Regions from separate parts of the Anas platyrhynchos genome. Here region 1 is linked to region 2. Evidence: chromatin contacts called from public Hi-C data. All regions are on one chromosome and are shown on one strand. Each heading gives the region's core, a stretch centred on a gene start, on an enhancer-like site or on the middle of the called end of the contact. The rest is flanking DNA. Distances are from core to core; before and after follow the strand shown. Region 1 overlaps RALGDS (ral guanine nucleotide dissociation stimulator). Region 2 holds the start of SURF6 (surfeit 6).

The links. A called contact is a pair of places that touch in the nucleus more often than the background predicts.
Region 1: a contact with region 2 is called in a Hi-C map of subcutaneous adipose tissue, with 3 times the contacts expected there. The contact joins the enhancer-like site here to the promoter of SURF6 in region 2. A contact is called at or near these places in 3 of 8 Hi-C or Micro-C datasets (liver, skeletal muscle and subcutaneous adipose tissue).

The regions. Positions count from the first base shown.
Region 1 is chr18:9,325,270-9,332,218 of IASCAAS_PekinDuck_T2T, forward strand. It overlaps RALGDS (ral guanine nucleotide dissociation stimulator), which reads left to right. Exons shown (of 18, transcript XM_038188096.2): 8 at 1-49; 9 at 351-435; 10 at 1,100-1,177; 11 at 1,276-1,362; 12 at 1,700-1,732; 13 at 1,961-2,082; 14 at 2,204-2,299; 15 at 2,434-2,635; 16 at 2,800-3,126; 17 at 3,265-3,379; 18 at 3,564-5,646. The coding sequence ends at 3,739. It overlaps GTF3C5 (general transcription factor IIIC subunit 5), which reads right to left. Exons shown (of 12, transcript XM_038188108.2): 12 at 3,984-6,949. Among named protein-coding and RNA genes, the nearest start is that of GTF3C5, 11 kb to the right of the region's middle. Within about 2 kb of position 1,577, at least 1 of the 8 cell types and tissues checked has an H3K27ac peak or open chromatin away from gene starts, as enhancers often do. A contact at or near this core is called in subcutaneous adipose tissue, where this site is marked.
Region 2 is chr18:9,238,698-9,244,851 of IASCAAS_PekinDuck_T2T, forward strand. SURF6 (surfeit 6) reads left to right here and starts at 3,916. Exons shown (of 4, transcript XM_038188111.2): 1 at 3,916-4,086; 2 at 4,508-4,720; 3 at 5,318-5,409; 4 at 5,849-6,154. The coding sequence starts at 3,984. It overlaps MED22 (mediator complex subunit 22), which reads left to right. Exons shown (of 4, transcript XM_027470729.3): 4 at 2,166-3,522. The coding sequence ends at 2,358.

The DNA.
Region 1 (6,949 bases), core at 327-2,826, 84 kb after region 2:
AGTGCAACGCTGTTCACCGGCTGAAGAAGACCTGGGACGAGGTCCTGCGGTGAGCAGCGCCTGCTGGGGTCCTGCTGGGAGGTCTCAGGGGAGGTTGTGCTGCTGTTGTGGTTCTTTAATGCATGGAGGGGATCACTGCAGCTCTGGCTTTGCCCAGAACCCAGGGATCTAAGGAGGAAATAACAGCAGCATTGCCTGCTTCTCCTTTCCATCCAAAACACCCTGGGATAACCTCAGACAGCAAGGCTTGCTGGAGCTGCGAGCTTTGCTGGGGTCATTTGGGTGAGCAGAAGAGAGCCCGAGGAAGCGTGGCACCGTTGCTGACTTCCCCCTGTGTTTCCCCCGAGCAGGGAGAGCTTCCGCACCTTCCACGAGCTCTCGGAGATCTTCTCTGACGAGAACAACCACTCCCTGAGCCGGGAGCTTCTCATTAAGGTACGGGGAAGTGGGCACCCACATCGCTGTACGTCTGACACGGAGTTAGGCTGATGCTGGCAGAAATCTCCACGTTGCTCCAGCTGCCAGCCCTGGCGGAGCTGCTGGGGCTGCAGGCAGGGGGTTTGGAGCAGGCTGGGCTTTCTGCTTCTCCACCCAAAAGTCGTCATTGCCCGAAGCGTTCAGAGCAATTTAGCCAGCAGAGATAAGCAGTGGGATATGATCCTGTGCACCAGATGACGGCTGCTCCCCAGAGGCAGCTGCGTTTGAGCAGCCTGGTGCAAAGGGCAGAGCTCTCGGGAGGCCTCTTGGTTTAAGGTTGGGCTGTGGGGTCTGTGAAAGGCTGCAGCCCCGGCGTCCTTCCCACAGCTTTCCAGCCTCGCTGCAGATCGGGGCTGAGATCACACAAAACACAAAAGGGAACAAAACATCCCATTGAGGAGCTGTTTATACAGAGGGCTGGAAATGGGAGCAGCCTTTCCTATTCACTGAGGCTCTCCTCCCTGTTTGCCATGGAAAAGCCCAGCCTTGATTTCCTCCTTTTCCCCTCATTCCTCTTAACCTCCACGAGCAAATTCCACCAGTAAAAGGGGGTGTGAACTTTAGCTCCTCTCTTGTAATGGTTTCCCACCCGCACTGATCCCCACCTCTCCCCACCACCCAGGAGGGCACGTCCAAATTCGCCACCTTGGAGATCAACCCCAAGAGGGCTCAGAAGCGGCAGCAGCAGCAGCGAGAGATGGTGAGTGGGGCACGGCCCTTCCCGTGTCCCCTTCCTGGTGGCTCTGTGGGCTGGGCTCAGCTCTTCTCTGACCCCGGCTGTCCCTTGCTGTCCCCCAGGGCGTGATGCAGGGCACCATTCCTTATCTCGGCACCTTCCTCACAGACCTGGTGATGCTCGACACCGCCATGAAAGATTTCCTGGACGTACGTACCTCCGTCCCTATCCTCCAACCCCTCTCCTTCCTCCACCCAGGCATCCCCACAGCCTGGAGTGGAAAATGGGGGCGGTTCCCCGTACATCTCTCTCTGCCCCCCTGTGTGTCCTATATCCAACGCTTCCCCCTGTGTCCTGCATCCAGTGCTGCCCCCTGTGCATCCCATACCCAGCGCTGCCCTTGTGCCTCCATTCCCTGGCCGTTCTCGCACTGCCCCTTGGCGGGCACAGCCCGCACTGCAGCGGCTCCAAGCTGGGCAGGCAGAGAGGGCTGGGAGCAATTCTCCTTCCCCTGCTTCCCACTGACCTCTGTTCCTTCTTTTCCAGGGAGGGCTGATCAACTTTGAGAAGAGAAGGAAGGTGAGAGCTTCACCGCGGCATGGGCACAGCTGGGTGGAGGGAGGAGGCTGGCTTTGTGCAAGCCCGGGCTCTGCTGGTCTCTTTGGGGTCGATCTTTCTTTTTCTTTGCTGTGGTGTTCTTCATTTTGGGGAGGGAGATCTCTGTGCACAGGGCTGAGCTTTTTAGGGGTGTGTGTGTGTGCGCTGAGGCTGGTAAACATCCATTCTGACTGCCTCCGTTGGCTGCAGGAGTTTGAAGTCATCGCTCAGATCAAGCTGCTTCAGTCGGCCTGCAACAACTACAGCTTCACGCAGGAGGACCACTTCGTGGACTGGTTCCACAGCCTGGAGCGGCTCAGCGAGGCCGAGAGGTGAGCACGAGCGGGGCTGAGCTGCTGCTGCTGCATGGGGAAGCCCCTGGCTCATCGCCTCCAGCTCTGCAGCCCTCACCTTGCCCCGGCGAGCTGCAACCTTCCTCTCCTCTCCCCCCAGCTACGGGCTGTCGTGTGAGATCGAGCCGCTGTCGGAGTCAGCCAGCAACACGCTGAAGGCCAAGAAGAACACGGGCATCATCAAGCGATGGAGCGAGTGAGTCCGCTCGTCCCGGTGGGATGCGGGGTGGAGGCGGGTGCCAAGGCCGTCCCCACGGTGGCCGCAGTGGTGCTGGGCCATCCTTTCCTCATCCCGCTCCCTTCTCACCCTTCCCCTGTCCCTCCCGGCAGCCGGCAGCCGCCGAGCAGCGAGCCCTGCGCCAGTGGCAGCTCCCACTCCAAGTCCTTCGACCAGCTCAAGTGCGGGCAGTACCTGTGCAGCGGGGACGCCACCGACTCGGTCAGCGTCACCTCTGCCGGCTCCAGCAGCTCGGACGTGGAGGAGATCAACATCAGCTTCATCCCCGAGTCCCCCGACTGCCAGGAGAAGAAGGTACGGGGCAGCTCGTGGGGAGGCAGGCGTGCCCTTCACGTGGGGACAGCCCTCAGCCTGCTTTGGGGCTGGGGGCCTCGGTGTGGCGGGGTCTCACGCCTCCGGTGGCTGTACGTCCCCTGCTGGCGCAGGGCAGTGAGATCCCTCTGGCCTCCCTTCCCCAGCACTCGTACACCCCGTCTGTGGCTGATGGAGAAGCTAAAACCACTGTGTCCTCCGCATCCCCTCTCCTCCCTGCCCTCCAGTTCTGGGAATCCACCTCCCTCTCCTCCCTGGACACGTCGGGCATTGGCTCGGGCTCCAGCAGTGCCTCGTCCTCCTCCGTCTCCTCCACGCCGGTGACGGCCTCCCGCACCCACAAGCGCTCGGTCTCCGGCATCTCCAGCTACTCGTCCCTCTCGCTGCCCCTCTACAACCAGCAGGTCGACGACTGCTGCATCATCCGCGTCAGCCTGGCCGTGGACAATGGCAACATGTACAAGAGCATCCTGGTGAGCAGCAGGGAATTTGGGTGGGGGGGGAGCTCGCCGCGCTTGGACGCGGGCATGTCCCACACTGGGAGGAGACGGAGGCAGGAGGTTTTGTAGCGTTTTGTCCCCTCTTTGGTTAATAATGCTCTGTGCCTGCAGGTCACAAGCCAGGATAAGACCCCGGTGGTTATTCGCAAGGCCATGGCCAAACACAACTTGGACGGGGACCGGCCTGAAGACTACGAGCTCGTTCAGATCATCTCGGAGGAGAGAGGTGCGTACCGGCGTGTGGGAGGCTTTCCAGGCCCTGGCTGTCTCCCCAGCTGACCACACCTCAGCCTGGGGAGCACAGGGGGGAGCAGGGCTGGGAGGTGGCAGCAGGGGGGTGCCAGCCCCCAGGGACTCCTCGCAGCCCTTTTTGGGGTGCCCAACTGACCCCTGTCCTTGGACACTTCTAGAGCTGAAAATCCCCGACAATGCCAACGTCTTCTACGCCATGAACTCGGCCGCCAACTACGACTTCGTGCTGAAGAAGCGGGGTTTCTCCAAGGGGGTGAAGATCAAGCACGGCTCCAGCTCCACCCTGCCCAGGATGAAGCAGAAAGGCCTGAAGATCGCCAAAGGCATCTTCTAGCCTCAGCCCCACTGCCACCCCTCACCGATGGGGCCTTGGGGGCAGGCTGCTCCGGGCCCGGCTGTGGCTGGTCCCCGTGCCACCGGCACGGCGAGGAGCGACCCTCGCCCGCACCGAGAGCCAGGGCGCTTTGGCAACCGGTGGCCTCCGCCTCTCTGCACAAGCTCCTGTTTCAATCAGGTCTTTTTTTTTTTTTTTTTTTTTTTTTCTCTCTCTACACAGGAAGGCAGCGGGGGGAAATCTCTCTGTTTTATTATTTTTATTTTTCAAACCTTCCACGGTGCGCCACTCGTCCAGCCACCGGCCTGCCCAGAGCAGGAGCCCGCCTCTCTGCCGTAGGTGCCTTGTGTCCGCGCGAGCCGGGGAGCGGAGGCCTGCAGAGGGGCCGTTTGCAAGGAAGCTGCTCCGGGAGCTTCCCAGCGTTGGTTTTACCTCCACGTCCTTATCCTGGGAGAAGCCGTGGACGAGGAGGCACGCTGGAAAGGATTCAGCCCCGTGCCGGTGCTGGGAGCCCCGGGAAGGGCTGCGTGCGTGCCGCGATGGAGCGGGCGCCTTGTGCTCTCGATGACTGGAAGCCTTCGCGTGGTCTCGCTCCTCTCCCCGATGCAGCTGGACTTCGCCAGCCCGCGTTCAAACCTGCACCAAAGATCAAATGCCAGTGTCTCTTCTGCAGGCGGGGGAAGCTTTGAGCGCCTCCCCGTGCCCCCAGAGCTGCCAGCCTAGCGAGGAAGAGGAGAGTGAATTTCTGTCCAAATCTGTGTAAATAGAGACCCTGGGTCTGCGCAGGTGGGCGAGGAGGCGAGACAGAGCTCGGGGTGCTCTGAGTACCCCGGTGCCGCCACCTGCCCCCCAGAAAGTGCCACTCACCTTGGGCTTTAACCAGACTTTTTCAAACACTGACCATGGGAGAAGCAGCAATGAGACTTCTTTTGTATAAAACGAAAATGTTTACTTTTTTTTTTTTTTTTCAATATTTATTGGTTGTAAATAGAAAAGATGAACTTGTACATTTTACTAACCCAGCCTCCCCCTGCCTTGCAGCCCAGTCCCTCTCCTCTCCCCCCTGCTGTTTTGGGCTGCTGGAAGCAGCAGCCTTGCGCTGTCACGCTCTGAGGCACAGACCACTCTGGCCTCCCTCTCTCCCTTGTTTCTTTCCCACTAGTTGATCGAGCAGGGGCAGAGATGCTTCTTTTATTGACTGTAGGAAACACTAACCAAAGGGGGGACTTTTTTCCTTTTTAAAACTTTTTTTTTTATTATTTTTTTTATGTTTTCTTTGCTCCTGGACCTGCTGGGCCATCTCGTTTAAGCACTTCCTCCCACCCCACTCTCTCCTCCCTGTCTGTCCGTGCTGCTGGGAAGGGGCCACGCGTTCCCCGGCTCCAGGAGAGGGGCCTGGGCTGCAGCAACGCTGCGCTCTCATGCTTGGGGGACCAGGGCTGGTGGCAGGAGGTGGTGGTGGGACCTGTAGGGACCCGTGGCACCGGGCGGGGAGAGGCTGCTTGCTTCTTGACCAGCGGGGCTGGCACCAGCTCTGCCAGCCCCGTGTCCCCTTAGGGTGGCACGGCCTGGCCCACCGTGCCCACGCTGCACATGATGGGAGCCGCTGGCACCCTGACGCAGAGCCTGCCTCCTGTTTCCCCCCCCTCCCTGCCTGGAGCCTGGTACCAGCACCCCAGGGCCTCCCCTCGGCCCCGTGCCACTCTGTGCCTGCCAGCTCCTGCCCACCCCGCTGTCACCGTCCCCTTCCTTCCCCTCCTGCCTTTTTCCCTCGGCAGCTCAGCATCACCGGAGGGACTGGCTGTACCATATGTATTTTGTACCACTTCAATGAAGGAGCACACTGCCCAGTGTGACTTGTACACAGCAATGTAATTAGTCTTTGCAATAAAATATCGATGCTCAAACGTCCCTGCCCCAAGGCAGGGGGTGTCCTATCTTCCTTCCCAAAATGCTGTCCCGTTCCTGGAGAAAGGGGAAACAGATCTGACCGTGGATGAGGTGGTGGCTGAGCCTGGGGTTGTACCGTGCAGTACATGAGTTGAGCTTTGTTTTGGGCTTGAATGAAGAAACAAGGCTTTTTTATTTGCAGACCTAGTTCCTGCTTTCAACTAACCCTGTTCATTTGAGTCTGAGTTGTTGGGCCTGGTACATTTTCCAATAGTATAAATGGGACCTCTACTGTACCGGTTTTACTCCTTTTCATATTAGCAATGGTTTTAAGAGCAACTGCAAGGGTTGGTCCTTATGTTATGGATAGTGGTCTGTTTCACTTTGAGGCATTGTTCCTTTGGAGTTCAAGGGTTCCTTTCCTAGCATGGCCAGCATATTTATTTTCTATGTTATAATTGCACAGACTGCAGTGGAGATTGGTTGGGTGGTGTAACGGCTCTGAGTGTGGGTATTATAGATACAGCCCTGAGGCACAGAATTTCTTTGTCTTTTGTTACATAGATTACTTTAAAGCTGAGTTTTTGAAAACTAAAGGATTGTATTGTATAGGCAGAATTTTGTCATTACCTACTAAGGCAGAATTAAGCATCCATGTAACTGCAGTCTTCCCAGACAGAGGAATTTCAGAAACAACTGGAAAATAGGTAAACTCTGGCCTGTTGTTGATAGAAAGCTGGGCTTCAGGTATGTTTCCTGGCATTTTATTCTTGGTGCCTGCTCACACCTGAGCACAGGTAGATATTCTTACCTAGAAGTAGAGTGCCCACAGCATCTCTCCTTTTTTCCTAGTTCCCTGCTTGCATTGTATTGAGAAAGGTAAATCTGTTGCACAACCACTTGTGCCCCTGGCCTTGCACGTTGCCAGCACCTACACTTTACCTTGGCTGGTTCTCCCCAGGCAGAGTAATACACAGCCCTCCTTACAAAATCATAAAGCTGTAACAATTGCCTCTGTACTTACTGTTGCAGCCCATGCTACCCTGAGGTAGCAGCACAAGGCAAAGCACAGGACTTCCCAGCGAGCTATAGGGTGTGCACCCATAAGGAGCCAGTCCTCATATATCTGATATTAGAATATATATGCAGTAGAGCATATTACCAACCACTAATGTTAAACCTTCCACTTGTGACACTCTGAGGAATGAAAAAGACCCAGACAATGCCAGCAGATCTTTAATTTCTGTGACTGCACGGTAACAATCCAGCCACCAATAGCAGACTAATGGCCAGAGTGGGCAACCTCTACGAACCTGAAGC
Region 2 (6,154 bases), core at 2,666-5,165:
GGGTTTCTCATCTGTACTCCGTTACTTTCTCCCGGGGCTTGATCCCACAGGATGTGTAAAGAGGTGCACAGCCCTCTGAGGACAGGATGTGGGTTCCATGCAGCAGTCCTGCCAAACTGTTCTCCAGTGCCCCGGTTACCCTGAAGTTCAGCGGTGAGTTCATTTTAGGTTGTCCCCCCAGGGAAAGCTGTAGAAAAGTGAGTTTCCTAACAGCTGTGAAAGGCCTGTTAGAGGTGTTAGAGGGAGCATGTCCTGCCCAGCAATTGTCACTGCCTTTTTTTTTATGCTAATAGCACTGAGAGGCAGCCCCTTGCACCACAGCCAGTACCCAGCAGGATGTGCCTGGGCTGTAGGGTTGGGCTTCCTTGCGAAGCTTTTCCTGTCCACACGGGGGATTTGGTGAGAGGACCTGCAAGCAGGTCGATGAGACTGAAGCTGAGAAGATAGCTCTGAGGGGGGCTCTGCTTTTAGTCCCTGTGTTTGAGCAGTTTCCTGGAGCTGTTCCTTCGTGCACAGACCTGGCTGTGTGCCCCAGGGAGAACAGTGAAGTCTCTTTCAAACACTAAGAAACCTTCAGCCAAAGGCCAGGATAGGACTTTAGGTGGTGCTGCTGCGGGCCGTGCAGCTGCTGCTCTTCCACTCGCCTTTCAAGGAGTGGGATGTGAGAGGTTAGGTTTTGGGAGCTGTTCGATCTGGGGCAGCAGCAGAAGCAGCTACACACGGACGCAGCTAAAATGTTCTTAGAAACTGACCTGCCAGGACAGGTGTGGTGGATGCCGTGGCTGGGTTCTCCTTGGAAACCACGGCTTGGGGTTTGAGACTGACAGAAAAGGGACTGGAGCTCTGGGTCGGTCCCACGGGTTTTCACTGAGTGAACCCAGAGCTGCTTTGTGCTGGGGACTCGAGGGCAGGGGGAGCCTGCTCCAGCAATAGGAATCTTTCGAGGGGTTTAACAAAGGCCCTGGGTATAAAACCCGTATCCACTCCCTCCCCACTTCTACTGCAGCTGGGTGAAGCTGCCAGAAAAAAGCTCAAATGTTAGGTGCTTGCAACTAGTGCTTTGTGTGCTTATTCTTCAAAGCAGTAACTCCAAGTCCAGCTTGCCTTCTGCCATCCTAAACCCAAAACTTGTGTTTATGTTCCATTGCTCCCTCCTCTGAGATCACAGGAGCTGTCTTGAGTGTGGACTTAGACCTCAACATGTTTCATGTTTGTGCAATTTGAAGTGTCTCGTATTTCTGCACTTAAACTATTTCCCAAAGCATCTATTCAAGTCCATACATTAAAAATGTAAATAAAGCTACAACGACAAAATCACTGGACCCACTGGGTTTGTTTTACTCTGATCGCAAGCTGCTTTTTGCTCCAGCACTCACTTTGTCTTGGGTGTCTCTTGTGTGTGCAGCTCCTTCCTCTCTTTGGAATTTTTCTTGTTTTTGTTCCAGTTTCTTCCATCACTTTATTTTTTAGTTTTGCCCTTCCGCGTCGTGTTTTCCTTGTAGCACAGGCAAGAATTAGCTGGTTGCTTACTCTCCCATGCTGCTGATTGATCTGACTCTGTAGCCTAGTGGTTAAATCCAGCAAGTTGCTTTGTAAGAACTGTTACCTCCAGTACTGCTGAAACCTGTAGAAGCTGACAGCACTTTATAGGTTGGGAAGCTTCAAAAGAGGATGCAGACCTTCTGTGGAGCACTTTACTGAAGGGGAAAGGAGGCAAATAGACACTAAATTTAGAGCATGGTTGATTTTTTTCTCTCATGTAGGTTGTAATCAAACTCCCACAAGAAGGGAGTACGGATGAGGTCTTTGCCTCACTCAAGAGCTCCCAACTGTGCAGTATCAGAACCTCAGCCCAGATCTTTCTAGGGACTCGTAGTGTCTGGATTAGAACTGAACCTCTGCTTCAGTTTGTAGCAACAGCTTTGTCTCTGGAATTTCCCCGATCCTTCCCAGGCCCGTGGGATTCAACACCAGCCCCTGAGGGGTGTCTTAGGCCAGTGCCACGAGACTTGTGATGAATTTGTGAACGCAGACCTTACATCCATGAACATTTTTTTGCCATTTTCTTAATGCTTTGCTTCTGTCTTGCTTTTCCTCCCTCCCCTCCTTTCTTATTGCACCTGCTGCCTCTCCTTACGGGGGTTGTTTGTTCTGGAAAGCTACAGTCTGTGTGACAGCAATGACCTACCGCTGTGCGAAGCCTACTGGAGACAAGATTTTGCCACGCTGTCCCCCGAAAGCCTCTCCATGCCTCTGACAACTGCCACAGCAGAGCAGAGCGTTGCTACCTCTCAGAGCTCGACCCCATCGCACCCTCACGTGAACGGGCATGGGGCGGGCCCGACGGAGCACTCCTGAAGAGGATTCTTTGCTGCTGACCACGTTCTTCCTGGTGGCGCTGAGCTGCTGGAAGTCTTCAACCTGCTGTACTGAGCGAGCATCTCCTGCTGTCAGGAGAATGCACTGGGGCTGTGTCTGCAGGATTTTGCTTGCTGGACAGCCACAGTGCTTTCTCCGTGCCTGGGACACTGCCACGGGTGTTCCTCGCGCTTAAGAGAAATGCTAAGTAAGTTCCAAGCTGATTGTTCTAACAAATTAGAGTTAGGTTTGCTTTTCCGTGACAGTTAACGTGTAGAGTTCGTTAGAAATCCAGAATTTATTTCCATGTGAATCTCACAGTAAGTACATGGTAGAGTGCTGGGAGCTGAACTTCTTAGGGCTAAGAAACTCAAGCCAAATCTGGGAGTGGTGAGTGTTTTGGGAGCTTTATGCTATTCCCATGGTTCCTGACATTCTGGCTGCTTTAAAGCTTTCTCAGGATGCCATCAGACAACTTCTGTTCTACTTAGAACAGAAACCTAAGAATCTTACAGTATTTTTACTCAGCATTCTTCACTGTCGAAATGCTTCACAAACTTGAACTTTTTGCTGGGAACCCTTTGGGAGGAGGCTCTCTGGGAGGCCTGTGTTGACGAGCAGTATTCTGCCTTTTGGAAAGAAAAGGGCAAACTGAGAATCAGACAGGTATTACATGCTGGGACTCGTTTACAGCTATAGATAGAAGCAGGAGCACCCTCCTGTTAGTCTGATTCCCTGTTCCACAATTTACACAGCAGCTTTCAATCAATGTAGCGTGAGCTAGCGTACAGCTTGCATTCACGTTGGTGATCGTTTCTTTAATTAATCCTTCAGCCAACTGAGGTGTGTGGAGCAGGGGGGGGTGACTCAGTTACAGTTTCCTTCCAAAGAAGCGATTTTGGTGCTTTGTTGGGCAGCTGGGCACTCGTGCCCTCTGTGGTTATGAGGTGGCTCTGAGTGTGCAGCCCGAGGGGTTGGGGGGAGCCGTGATGGCCGCGGGGCTGCTGCGTTCAGAACAGCAGAGCAGAGCTTCCCCAGTGTCCCGCTGTACCGTCTTGTTTCTTCGGGCGCGAGTTTTGGTTTACTTCCTCTTCTCTTTCTTCCATTCCATTTCTTTTTTTTTTTGTAACTAGGTGGTTTAATAAAATAACTCCTTTGTATATATTTTTTTTTAAGCGTGTGTTTTCAGCCACAACCCTCTGTGAAACCATGACACCACTGAGTGCAAGCATGCATTAGGACGAGCGTTAACTAAAAAAAACCCTCCAGCTGCAGCCCCGGCCCTGCCAGAAGCACCCCAAACTGTGCGAGCCCATGGAGGGGCAGCTTTCTGCGGGTGCCCTGCTTTGTGTCTGCCGAAACATGGCCCCAAAACGCCCCCAGCGGTGCCCCCCCGTGTCCCAACCCCCCAAGCTCCATGTGGGGCGCTGCAGCCCCGAGCCTGAAGGGATCTGATGGGTATGGGGGGGGGGGGGGGCGCTGCGGGTAGGCCCTGAGAGCCGCCACAACCCGGAAGTGCCACCACCGTTGCCATGGCAACAGCTTGCTGCTGGCACTTCCTGCTGTGCGTGGTGGCGTCACTTCCGGCGGGGTGGCAGAGGAAGGGGCAGGCTGCGGGAGGCGGCATGGCCAGCCTGGCCGCGCAGGACCGCTACCTGCAGGGCCTGGCCAGGAGGGCTGGGGTGCGCCACAGCCCCGAGCGCCCCCAGCCGCGGAAGAGGAAGCCGGGTGAGGGAAGGGGGGGGGGTTGGGAGGGACGTGGAGGCGCCTCGGGGCGGGTTGAGGGGAGCAGGGGCCGGGGGAGCTGGCTTGGGGCTGGTCCCTGAGCAGGGCCGCTGTGGTGGGCCGAGTTGTGAGCTCGGGTGGTGCGCGCTGCTCTGCGAGTCGTTGGTCTGCGTTCAGCCTTACACGGGGTGACTGGGTGTGGGAACATGGGGTTGATCCTAAAGTGGTCAACAAGGGTAGCTCTGTGTAAATAAATCCTAAAATACGCCGGTTTTCACGATTGAGATACGCCACTACAATGCTGCACGCTGGGAGTGCAGCTACAATCTTCCTTAATCGTAGAATCATTAAGGCTGGAAAAAACCTTCAAGATCATCTGTTCTAACTATTGATCTTTTCTTTCTTTTTTTTCTTTGCCTTCTAGTATCTAAACCAGGTCAGGCAGGGAATGGTAGCAGACCACCCCAAAAAAAGAGAAGGAGGTCCAAGAAGCAAGATGAGAGAACAAATGCGCCTCCAGCTAAACAGGGAGCCTCTAATGCCAATAAGCTTGCTCCAGAACAGAAAGCAGCCCCTCAAGCCAACAAATCAGCTCCGCCGGGTGTTACACAGAACAAAAATAAGAGTTCAGACACAGGTAAGAATAGCAGAGCTGTCTGTGGTCAGGTTAAAGATACCTGAGCCAAGGTGGCTGTGTTTCAGTTGTTTCATATGTGTATAGTTTGGAAAGCATGTAAGAAATCCAGCTGTATTGAAAGCTTTTTAGCTTAATCTGTGAATATAAACTTGCAATGTGGCCACTGGGTGGCTCTCTAGAATTACGAGCACTTCCTAGGAATTGCAGGGGTTTTATATATTTGGTATCTTCTGGGCATTATCACATGGATACAGTCTGTATCTTCCTATGCCTGCTTTCCATTAGGAACCTGAAACAGATGAATGGGGAGATGCAACTGGCATCTTTGTTTCCATTAACTCGGTATTTTTATCCCTTCTTGTTTGGGAACTACAGGGCCTGACAAGCTACTCAGGCTGGTCAGTGTTGAGTGATGATGTGGATAGAAAAAGGGGAATTTTAAAGAAACCAATAAGGTGGACACTCCTGTTTTCATTAGATTCTATGAATGGAAGAAAAATTTCAGAGAGCTCTCATAGCTTTTTCCCATAGCCATAGAAAATTGCTTTGTTTAGCTTCTGCCGTATTTCAAGTATTTTTATTTTCTGTCATTTTCAGGTGGCAAAAGTGAACTCAATTCCACTTCTTTTTCTGCGATAAATCTCTTGCGTCAGAGACTACATGAGAAGATTAAAGAAGCTTCAGGACGAGTATGAGAACTCTTTAATGTGTACCCTTATGTGTGTGGGCAGTATGAATTCTCCCTGGGCTACCATGGCACATGGGGATGAGGTTTAGGCTTTGAGATAATTCCATTCCTTAAGGAAGTGCCTGTAGGTAGTGCTGGGAGTCCTGTTTACATTCTGGAGTCCAGAAAAACACATGAAAAGGTAGCTCTTAGCTGGGAGCAGCACATGCCTGTGGTGGTATTTGAGAAAGAAAAGGCACAAAGTCTGCAAGGAACATAGCCACAGGATGCTCAGAGGGAGCAAAAGCTTTGAAATGTATTTACTATGTTTATTATCTCTAAAAGCTGAGCCCACGGCTTCTTACATACTCCTTTTCTAACAAGAGGTTTGAAATACATCCCACTTTTAGCTTTGTATTATCTCTGTAAGGCTCCTGATTCATGTCCATCCTTCTTCTTAGGATGATGACAAAGAACTATCCCCTTCAGTTCTGGAGAAGAGGCGGCGAAGAAAGTATGAGAAGGAGAGAAAGAAGCGCCGAAGAAAGGAGTTGAAGATGAAGGCAAAAATGGAGAAGAAGGAAACTGAGGATGTACCTGTAGAGCCACAGAGCAAAAAGGAAGAGAGTACAGCTGAGATTGTCTTCAACAGGGTTGAAGTCCATGAAGAGAACGATTTGAATAAGATCCAGAAGAAGAAAGAGAAGAGGAAAGGAGTGAAAGGTAAAATCACTCCCCTGACGGGCAGAAACTACAAGCAGCTGCTG